Linked DNA regions of Sus scrofa: region 2 is linked to region 1. A link is a contact called in public Hi-C data. All regions are on one chromosome and are shown on one strand. Each heading gives the region's core, a stretch centred on a gene start, on an enhancer-like site or on the middle of the called end of the contact. The rest is flanking DNA. Distances are from core to core; before and after follow the strand shown. Region 1 has its middle 560 kb from the start of MYC. Region 2 overlaps LOC106509952 (a long non-coding RNA gene).

What was found. Hi-C and Micro-C count contacts between places; a contact is called where the count stands out from the background.
Region 2: a contact with region 1 is called in a Hi-C map of liver, with 8 times the contacts expected there. The contact joins two enhancer-like sites. A contact is called at or near these places in 3 of 47 Hi-C or Micro-C datasets (embryonic fibroblasts and liver).

Annotation. Positions count from the first base shown.
Region 1 is chr4:11,892,695-11,898,141 of Sscrofa11.1, forward strand. No RefSeq gene overlaps it. Among named protein-coding and RNA genes, the nearest start is that of MYC, 560 kb to the right of the region's middle. Within about 2 kb of position 2,102, at least 28 of the 83 cell types and tissues checked have an H3K27ac peak or open chromatin away from gene starts, as enhancers often do. A contact at or near this core is called in liver, where this site is marked.
Region 2 is chr4:12,195,607-12,201,053 of Sscrofa11.1, forward strand. LOC106509952 (a long non-coding RNA gene) reads right to left here. Exons shown (of 6, transcript XR_002343095.1): 5 at 942-1,052. Among named protein-coding and RNA genes, the nearest start is that of MYC, 260 kb to the right of the region's middle. Within about 2 kb of position 2,310, at least 12 of the 83 cell types and tissues checked have an H3K27ac peak or open chromatin away from gene starts, as enhancers often do. A contact at or near this core is called in liver, where this site is marked.

The DNA.
Region 1 (5,447 bases), core at 852-3,351:
ACCCTCGACATATGGAAGTTCCCAGGCTAGGGATCGAATCAGAGCTGCAGCTGCCAGCTTACACCACAACCACAGCAATGCCAGATCCAAGCCGCACCTGTGACCTACACCACAGCTCACAGCAATGCCAGATCCTTAACCCACTGAGCAAAGCCAGGAATCGAACCCGCATCCTCATGGATACTAGCCGGGTTCGTTACCTCTGAGCCACAACAGGAACTCCAAGAACAGCCATTCTTAATGTGCCACAGCTTCTTCAGGATTTTCTAAATATATATTCAATAAATATATGTGGAAAGGGATAATGATTCTATTTTAATAGTTACCATTTTTGCTGCACTAGAGGGCCAAGCTTACCCTAAGGCACATTTTCTCTATCTCTGCACTGTTGACCTTCTGGACTAGACGGTTCTTTGTTGTGGGAGAATGTTCTGTGCATTGAAGAATGTTTAGCAAATGGCCGCAGCAAACTGCCCAGTCGTAACAATCAAAAATGTGTCTAATCATTGCCAGATGTCCCCAGAGACAGAACGGCCCCCAGTTAAGAACCACTGCTCTAGGGTAAGCACTGCTCTATAGTATCATGTATAATCCTCGGTAGGGCATCAGGCACATACTATAATTATTTCCATTTTATAGAAGGGTACACTGAGGTCAGAAAGTTATGTGATTATCCCTGGTCCCTCGGGAAGAAAATCAGATCTGTCTGACTCTGAAGTCTAGGTTCTTGCTCCGATGCCATTAATTTCTACTTTTTATTTCAAAATGTCCCCTATCCAGCTAGATAGCATGGGCCCAATAACCAGTTCTCTGAAGTTCCGGGCAAAACCCCAGCCGCACACCTCTGGCACCACCGAGGACCAGCTGATTCAGCAAGGGGGCCTGGCTTGATTCTTGACCTGCTTTAGGCTGACTCCAGCAGGGAAGGCATTGATTCGCTCAAAATTAGCAGGCGCCTCTGTTCCCTGCCCTGCTGTTTGCTTATAGAGGGAACTGAAGCCTAATCTGGATCGGCGCCTGACTCCGGGCCGCGTGCCAGGCCTGGCGCGGGAACACTGGCACACACGCTCTCACCTGGTGTGCGGTCCCTTGCGGAACTCATCCTCAGCTGCAGCTGCTGCAGGTGCCTGAGAGATGCGGCACATCCAGCGTCCATCCTGCCACTGAAACGCCTCTATTGCGGGTGCAGGCTTGTCCTTACAGCCTTCTTTTCGGTCCTTTCACTCGGTGCCATTATGACTTCGGGCCCCCGCCCCTCCCACCACCTACCATCCCCCATCTCCCCCGAACGTCCTATCTTTCAGGGGAAGACAAATGGGCAATTAGGAAATGAAGGGTAGAACAGAGCAGAGACACAAAAAGAGAACCATGATTCTCCTTGGAGGCATGGTAATGTCAGGGAGACTTCACAGAGGAGGTAACATGCCAGAATTTTCCAAGAAGAACATGTGGGAAGAAGACTTCTGAGCAGGAGAGGCCAGTTTTGATTTTGTTTGTTTGTTTGCTTTGTAGGGCTGCACCCTGGCAGCATATGGAATTTCCCAGGCTAGGGTTCAAACCAGAGCGGCAGTTGCCAGCCTACACCACAGCCACAGCCACAGCCACATCCACACAGGATGCAAGCCACATCTGTGACCTACACCCACAGCTCACAGCAACGCTGGATCCTTAACTCACTGAGCGCGGTCAGGGATCGAACCCTCAACCTCACCGATACTAGTGGGTTTGTTATCACTGAGCCACATGGGAACTCCAGGAGAGAATATTTTAGGCAGAGGGGATGTCATGTGAAAAAACGGAGATGCTCTAAATGGTGCAGCCACCCCAGTGCCCCCCGGATGACGAGAGCTCGAATGATGAAGAGGAAAGACCGGGGCTTGAAGACAGGGAGCTGGACTATTCCTTGTCTATAAAGGGAAGAGCAGGTCTTTAAGGAAAGGCATGAAAAGTTGGATTTGTACTTTACAAAGAGGACTCGGTCTCCTCTGAGCAGTATGGTGTGGGGAGGGTTGAACCAAATGCAAGGGACCGATGGAAACCCAGGAGGAATGTGTTCAAACCACTTGCAGTTTAATCATTCAACAAATATTAATCTAGGACCCGCCCTGGCTGCCAGTCCCTTGGCTAGACAGCCAAGACGGAGTGGTGAACAAGGCTGACATTGTCCCAGCACACGCTGATCTCCCGTTCCAAGAAGGGTGACAGGTACCAAACAATAGGCACAATTAATCACACAGTCAGAGGGAGGCATTCTAGGAAGGAAGGGTTTAGTGGCCTATGAAAGTGGACCGCACCAGACTCGGACACAGTCTGAGGGTGGCCGTCGTTGGGGGTGGGGGCACTTTCTCTTTTGTGTTACAAAGTCAATCCCCCAACAACCTGGTGTGTTAGGCAAGATTAGTCATCATTTTACAGAAACAAAGGCTTAGGGCAGGGAGTCAACCCTCTTCCTTGAGGCACGGTTCCTGGCTTCTGAGGAGCATAGGGCAAGGTTGGGAAGCAGGAGCACGATTCCAGATACGACCTCATCCCTCTGCCTGGTCATGCCAGATGTGTGACCTGTAGGACTCGGGTTTTATCGCAGAGTTTAAAGACTCTCCTCCTCTCCCTCCCTCCCTCTCCTCTCTCTCTCTCTCTCTCTCTCTCTCTCTCTCTCTCACTCTCTCTCTCCTCTCTCTCTCTCTCCCTTTGTCTCTCTCTCCCTCCAGGCTAAACTGGTTTGTTGAACCGTGTGGACAGAGCCAGCCAGTGGGGTGACATTGTGTCAGAGATGGAAGCTTTCTGTCTCTTGCATCAGAAAAGCAGAGAGTGCCTCTCTGGCAGTTGGCAACAGATACAAAAGCAGCTTGCCCTGAAGATGACTCAGCTCTGGGCCTCTCAGCAAGGCTCTACCAACAGCTATTTAAAAAAAAAAAAAAAAAAGATGAAGCAGCTTCAAGGAGACCTCAAACCGATCCCACAGCAAGCCGCTTCCCATCAGGAAGGTGGTAGGCAGACAGTGCTGACACTTCCATGAGCAAAATGGCAGAGTGTGGCCAAGGACTTGAGCAGAAGGCCTGCTGGTCCGGCAGGTCTGTGTGTTCTGATCCAGTGTGGCATTTGTCTCTGTCACCTGGAAGCTGGCCTTGGGAGCAGGCTTGTGACTGGCTGACTCATTCTGCATGGCCCCAAACCAGCTAGATAAGAGGAGGGGCGCCCATAAATGCAAAAATATCTTTCAAGCACCTGTGATGGGAGCTCTCAGGCCCCACGGAGGTGGTACAGACCTGGGACCCAGCTGGCTGAACTTGGAAGCCCAGCCGCACACCTCAACAGCCGTGCGGCTAAAACCTCTCTGTGCCCCAGTGCCCAGAGATGTGGCAGGAGGAGAAGAAGATGGAACACATTGTCTTTGGGGCCTTTTCTACCAGCCAGGTGCTTCACTTATCTCATCTGGTTTGTTCCTGGTTCTCACCATAGAAAAACCACTTAACAGACGATTGTAGCTTCTCCCTCCCAAGGTGTCTATGAGAATCAATGAGATAATAAAGATGAAGTGCTTAGCACCCCGAATCCATGAAGTGTGTATTGTCATAGGTATTATTACCACAGTTACCCCCATTGTATAGATGAAAAGCCTGAGTCTAGGATGCCATATGGTAGGTATTCTAATCCAGTTCTGTCTGGTTCCAAAGCTCCTAGTCTATCCAAATAGCACTTTCCTGCTTCTTGCCTCTTCCTGACGGGTTGGCTAAAATCCACTGAAAAATGAGTACAAGAGGGGAAAAAAAATTAGTCAAATGTTTCTTGAACAAATAATTTAACGAGATTAAAATCATTAAGAAACTGCTAATAAGTCAAAGCCATGCATTAATAATGTAAAACCATTTCATAAATATTTATCGAGGGCTATTTATGTGCTAGTCATTGTTCTGCTATGGGGGATAAAAAGGAATTAGAGAAGAATTCTGCCTGACTACCATTTACAGCCTAGTAAACGTGCAGAAATGATGCTAGTGACAGTAGGAATAACTAATAATAATAACAATAATAATAAAATAATGCACGAGCCTTTGTTGATATTCGCTGTCGTCCAGACACAGTGGTCAGCATCCTGCAGGCATCACCCCTTTAGCATTTTAAGCAATCCTCTGTGATAGGAACAATCACTTCAGTTTTATGGAGGAGAGACCAGAACTCAGAGAGGTTATGTAACGGGACCAAAATTATATAATTTGGAAGGGAGACAAAACCAGAGGCAAACCCAGGTCTGTCTGACCCCGATTCGCCCTCCTAACCACTGTCCTACACTTCCTCGCTCTCTTGAACCAGACTCTCTACTTACAACTGTAAAAAACAGACTGACTAAAGGGCTTTAAAAAAGGCAGAAATACGCCGACTAGCACTTATAGTGAGCCACACCAGATCGAGTCACATGACCTCTCTTTTGACCTGCCGGTTTCCCATTTTGATGCACACTCATCATTTCTGCTGCCTCTGGTCCTCCTGTGTGAAGAAAATGCAAATCCTAGAGCAGTTTACAGAATCACTCTGCAGTTGACAGAAGCCTTGGTATTTGCCATGCATTCGAGATTGTTCTGTGACAGCAGATTAGCTTCTTCCAAAAGGCACAGGCCACCATCCTGGCTTTAAACAGCCCTTAATCAAACAGTAATGATAGTCTGATCCTTCTCCAAAAGGTATATTTGAATGACATTAATGAAAAATAAAATAATCATGTCATCCCTCTCTCGTCCTTTTCTTCCAAGTTGTTCAAGATCCCCAAGCCAGACACAGATAGACTTGAAGTCGTATGAAAGATATAATTGGGGACCATACTGAGGGCAAGGAGTTAAGTGTAGTTAATGGATTTTTCCCCTTCAAAAGCACACCAGGGGGACAATTCTCAACAGATGCATCATTGTCTTGCTAAGTGTCAGCAGGGGGAGGAATATACTTTTTCACTAAATTTAAGGTCCTTGGGGTGGCTGTCATTCTCCCCACACTCCATCATCCCAAACTCCCAGATCCGGCCACAGCTGCCTACCAATTCATCTCTGCCTCCTTCATCTTATATACATGGTCCTTGAACTGCACAGAATTCCCTGCATTATTCAACACACTGAATAGCTCTATCCCATATGCCCCATCCACAGACCACTTCAAGGTCAAGTTCAAGGCCCAGCTCAGAATTCCTCTTCCTAGAGAAGCCTCCCCTGACCACCTGGTCTGGGAAGCTCAAGGACATCTCTCCCGATGCCCTGCTTCCCTCTAACATGGTCGTTATCATTATGTATCTGGGCTCTGGCCACACCCACGGTTCATAAAATTTCCTGGGCCAGGATCGAATCTGAGCCACATCTGTGACCTATGCCACAGCTATGGCAATGCTAGACCCTTAACCCACTGCTCTGGGCTAGGCATGAAATTGGGGGCTAGGGTTGAAACGTGCAACACCACAGAGACAA
Region 2 (5,447 bases), core at 1,060-3,559, 300 kb after region 1:
TGGTGTAGATCGCAGACTTGACTCGGATCCTGTGTTGCTGTGGCTGTGGTGTAGGCCATCGGCTACAGCTCCAATTTGACCCCTGGCCTGGGAACCTCCAGGAGTGGCCGTAAAAAGACAAAAGAGAAAAAAGAAAAGAAAAATGAATGGCCTAAGTACATCAACTTTTCAGAGAATGTGGAAGTGACCATTCATTCGGCCAGTGAGAATTTATTTTAAACTATTTTAAAGACATTTACTAAGTGCCAAACACCATAAAATACTGCCATTTCCACGGGCTCTTTTCACAACCCTGTGAGGCAGGCATCCTTATTCCCACTTTATATGTGAGAAATTTGGGGCTCAGAGAGGTGGAGGTGCCCAGATGGTAAGGCATGGACCTGGTTCCAGAGCCCAGGCTCTCCTCCCAACATCAGTGGTTCCTTCAGTCCTCAGGAAAGGAAGAGTGATCCAGAGCCTTCTGACACCGGGTGGGGGTGGGGGGTGAACCCGAGGGTTCTAGAGGCACATCGGGAGGGGATCCTGGACCCACTCGTTAGCATAGCTTCAGGAGCAAGCTACTTACCTTCCTGCGCCTCAGTTTCCTCCTCTGCCAACTGGGGTGATACAGGACCACCACCCAACCCTGTGCTGTGACAGTGAAGGGAGAAAATGCATGGGAAGCACCTGGAGGCATTTCCAGCACAGAATCAGTAGCCAGTGGAGGCCAGGATGATACTAACATGATCATCCTAGTACATGGACACGGTAGCTCAGAGCGGCCACTGGGCTCAAAGCCCAGCCATCATCTATTTTCTAATGCGACCCTCTACCTCGAGGTGAGGTGCGGCTGCTGGCTGGGCGAGAGGCCATCCAGCGCTGCCACTGGGCAGGGCCGGCATCCCCACTGCCCTTCTCAGCTTCTTTCTTCCTGGGACTTTGTGCACTCTGAAACGCCTTACCTGGATGTGGATCTGCCATCCTGCTAATTGCCTGTCTCTCCAACTAGGATCCAAGCTCCGAGGCTGCCTCGTTCAGGGGGCGGGGCACACAGTAGGGCGCTCAGCAGGTGTCTGCGGAACGAATGGATGAATAAACGTAAGTTCCCCAGGGCCGGGCTGTATGGGCTCTACGTCTGCCGATGCCCCCGCCACGTACAACCCCCAGCACTAGTGGCGCTCAAGTTGCTACTGAGAAGCCTGCCAGCTCCTCGTGCCTCAGTTCAGGGCGTGATACAGCCCTTGGTCCTCTGCTGGGGATTAAGCTGAAGACTGGCCTTGCCACGCGCCAGGCCTGTGGTTAGCAGTTTCCATTCTGGGATCCTCGCTCCCTTTCTTCCTCTCCTCGGGGCTCAGACTGGCCTAAGGACCAGTCCAAAGGGAAAAGAAGCCAGAGCGAAAGAAAGACGAAGAGGCCGCTGGGAGTTGGTCACAAGCGCCTGCAGACTCGCGCATGCGCACAAGGGTTATGCGGGCCGGCTCTGGTCTAGATGCTTCAGGGAACTCTGTGACTGTGGGTGAGTCACTCTCCCTCTAGGTCTCCGTCTCTCTGATGGTAAAAACCATTGAAGAACCCTCGAAGAAATTTTCAAACGGTTGTTTCACCTTGAAAATGCTAGGAAGAAGAAATCACCTGGGGCTCTCCTGAGAACAGGATCCAATGGGTTAAGGCTTTCTCACGGTTTTTGTAAGCCCAGCATACAGCATATCAACTAGATTAAATCTACCCTGCCCCCACTAAAAGAAAAAAAAAATTAATTCCCATGCAACTGCAAAAATTGACTAGAACTTGAGAAGCTGCTCTAAAATTTCATATAAATACGTATCAGTATTTAACTCTTGTAGCTTCGTTTTCCTATTTTGAGACAAATAATTGTGTCTATTCATTTGCTAACTTATGTGTGGCTCCCTGAAATACCGTTAAGTCCCAGGGACTCTGCTTAGAGGGCAGTGCCTTCCTGGTCCGATGGACTAGCTGAGATGTTTGGTGAAAATGCCATTTTCCGGACATTCCTCTGCCCCCGTCCCCCAAGCCGCTCTATCAGAAAATCAGGCGGAGGAGCCTAGGAACCTACATTTTAGCAAGATTCCCAGGTGATCATTTGCAAACTGAAGTTTGAAAACCACGGCCATAAAAAGAAGGCGAGAAAAGGGACTAGGGGAGGCAATTCTGGAGGATGCAGGAGGGTTACAAAGGGGACCTAAGAAGCGAAGGTGAAACAGAGACAACCGGGCAGCAGCTCAGTTTTGCATGTGTGCACCCTGCTTCTGCCCACGTGTGCCCTGTGTGCTCCACCAGTGTAAACAGACTCTGCAAAACTCTGACTCACCCTCTGCTGACCCCTCCCCCAGCCCTGGAAAAACCGATACTCAAAACTCATGAGGCCTGGGTCTACATCCGCTATTGTGATTTGCGGGAAGAGAACGCTTTCATTGTATCACTACCAGGAGGCTTGAAGACCGAAACCCACCACTAGCAGGGACTGGTACTACAGGAGGGAATATAAATAATACTGTCAGCCAGATGTCTGTTGCAATCGGCTCTACCTCTGGCTGGTGAGAGGTGTGAGCTCCAGCAGGGAGCATTCTTCACTTAGGCATGGGGAGGGAGGTTTTGTTTAATGTCAAGCCACTCACGCCAAGTGCTGGAACATACACCCTCCTCACCCAGGATTTGCAGGTGTATTTAAGTTTCTGCAACGATCAGAGATGGAGTCCCGTTATCAGATGCCATCTGGCTTAGCTAGTTTCCAAGGTGCCAGGAAGATGTCAGGCTAAAAGGGGTTAAGGAAGGACTGAACTGATACCAAGCCGCTGGTGCTGGGGTTTTCCCAGGTATATTTCACATCTGTTGCCCTGGGGTGTTATCGGTTCCATTTTTCTGATGAGGAAACCAAGACACAGAAAATCTGTGGTTCCGTGGGCAGTGGTTAACGAATCGATAGAACATGAGGTTGCGGTTCGGTCCTGCCTTGCTCAGTGGTTACGATCGGCGTTGGTGAGCTGTGGTGTAGTCGCAGCGGCTCGATCCGCGTTGTGTCTGGCGTAGGGTGCTAAGCTCGATAGACCTAGCTGGAACCCATATGCGCGGAGCGCCAAGAATAGCAACAACAACAAAAGACAAAAAAAAAAAAAAAAAAAAAAAAAAGAAAAAAAAAAAAAAAAAAAAGATCTGTGACATGCCTACCATCCTGTAAGACCGAAGTCCGGATCTGGCTAACCCCAGACTTCACGTTCAGTGCTTTATGCAGCGCTGCCTCAAAATTCATACCCTCTAAGCAATGCGGGAAGGAGAGGGGAGGGGAGGGTCTGTTCTAGAAAGAAGCGAGCCTAAGGAAACTCATTTCCCCATTCAGTGAGGAAACCAAAGTAATTCCTCAAACAATTTAATTCACGAATAATAAATGCTCATCGGGAAAAATTAAGGATTAAGGAATAAGGAAAAAAAAACCATGTAATCACATCCCCCCCGGTGGTGTTTATACTTCTAGGCTTTTTTTTTTTTTTTCTAGCCAAATACATATATTTTTTTCCTAGTATACAAATAAAATGATACACTTTTGTGATTTTATAAACACATTTTTACATGGGTTTTTAATTTTTAAATGTTTATAATTTTTTACATGGATAATTAGTGACAACTTTCCAATCCTAATTTTCTGTGAATTAGCTCAATCCACATTTCCTTGCAGATTCTCAGAGAGAGAGATAAAACCTTTTACTTCTTTTAGTTTGTTTCCTGGTGACTGTGCATCAGCCATTAATGCATTTAGGAAAAATTAAAGTGTTCTGTCTAAATCCTTTGTTCTACTGGATGATACAACCTTAGAAAACATACCCCCCCAAAAAAAAAATCAGGTAGGTCTCCTCCTCTCCACAGAGGAAAACAGAGCACAGGTTTTTGCAGCAACTGAGAAAATGATTTTTTTTGGAAAAGTATCTTAATGCCGAAGGAAAACGTGGTTCTTCTAAGCAGAAGGGACAGGACCTCCCACTGCCCCCTGCCCGCCCCCCTACAGGAAACAGCCCCAAATGGCCCCCAGGCCCCTCTTCCAGCCATCCCCTAGTTGGGAGAATGAAAAATAACCTCCTTTCCATCGACCCTCATGCTAACGAGGCTCCCTATTGAGACACAGTTAATCACATCAATTAAGAGCCCTTTACGCTTGGCCTCGCCTGCCCAGCTCAGGCCCTCTGCCCAGGGGAAGGTGGATAAGATAAGTCATGTCCTGAGATTATTTATATATTTCTTTCTTTCCCCGCCCCACCTATGTTGTTTTCATTTGTATGGTTTTTTTTTTTTTAATTTAGGTATAATTAACACTCAGTGAAATGTCCAGATCTTAAAGGAACAGTTTGGTGAGTTCTGACAAATGCAGACACCAAACACACTAAATCACCCAGACACAAAACATCTCCCTCTACCAGCAAGCACCCTCTGCCTGCCTCCCAGAGGCAGCCCTGGGGTGATTTCTAGCACAACTGATGAATTTTGCGTGCTCTAACAACTCATATAGGGGTTCCCGCTGTGGTGCAATGGGATGGGTGGCATTTCAACAGCGCTGGGACTTAGGTTCAGTCCTGGCCTGGCGCAGTGAGTTACGAATTGGGCACTGCAGGAGCTGTGGCACAGGTCACAACTGTGGCTTGGGTCTGATCCCTGGCCTGGGAACTCCACAAGCCATGGGGCGGCCAAAAAAGAAAAGAATAAAATTAAATAAAATTTTAAAAAATATTCATATAAATGGAATCACGTTATCTTTAAAGACAAGCATGAATGATAAGCAAATACAGGCAGTTCTGGTGGGGACAGAAAACAGTCGTAGGTGCTTTGGAAAACAGTCTGGCAGTTCCTCAAAAGGTAACTACCACATGGAGTCACCATACGACCCAGCCATTCCACTCCTAGGTATGTAAACTCAAGAAGGATGAAAACCAACATACGTTAGTTAGTTAGTTAGTTAGTTAGAAAACCTGGTACCTTCAGAGCAGCATTATTCATAATCACCAAAAAGTGGGAAAGCCCAACATCCATCAACTGACGAATGAACAAATAAAATGGGGTATATCCGTCCACGGGATAAAGAGGAATAAAGCACAGGTACACAAGACGGTGCGGACGAACCTGGAGACCATGAACCCAAGTGAAAGAAGCCATCAACACCTCAGTGAAATGTCCAGATCTTAAAGGAATAGTTTGGTAAGTCCACGAAAGACCACATATCCTATGCTTTCATTCACATGAAGTAGAATAGGCAAATCCAAAGGAAGAGAAAGTGGATTAGGGGTTGCTTAGGATTGGGGGTAAAAGAGGGATTGGGAGGTGAGAGCTGAGGGGACAGACTTTCTTTAGGAGGTGGGGAAACAGTTCTAAGATTGGTAAATTGTGTGGCAACTTACCACACAATTTCTACCTCCCCAAAGCTGTTTAAAGAAACCAAATAGTCAGGATCAATAAAAGTAGAGCCC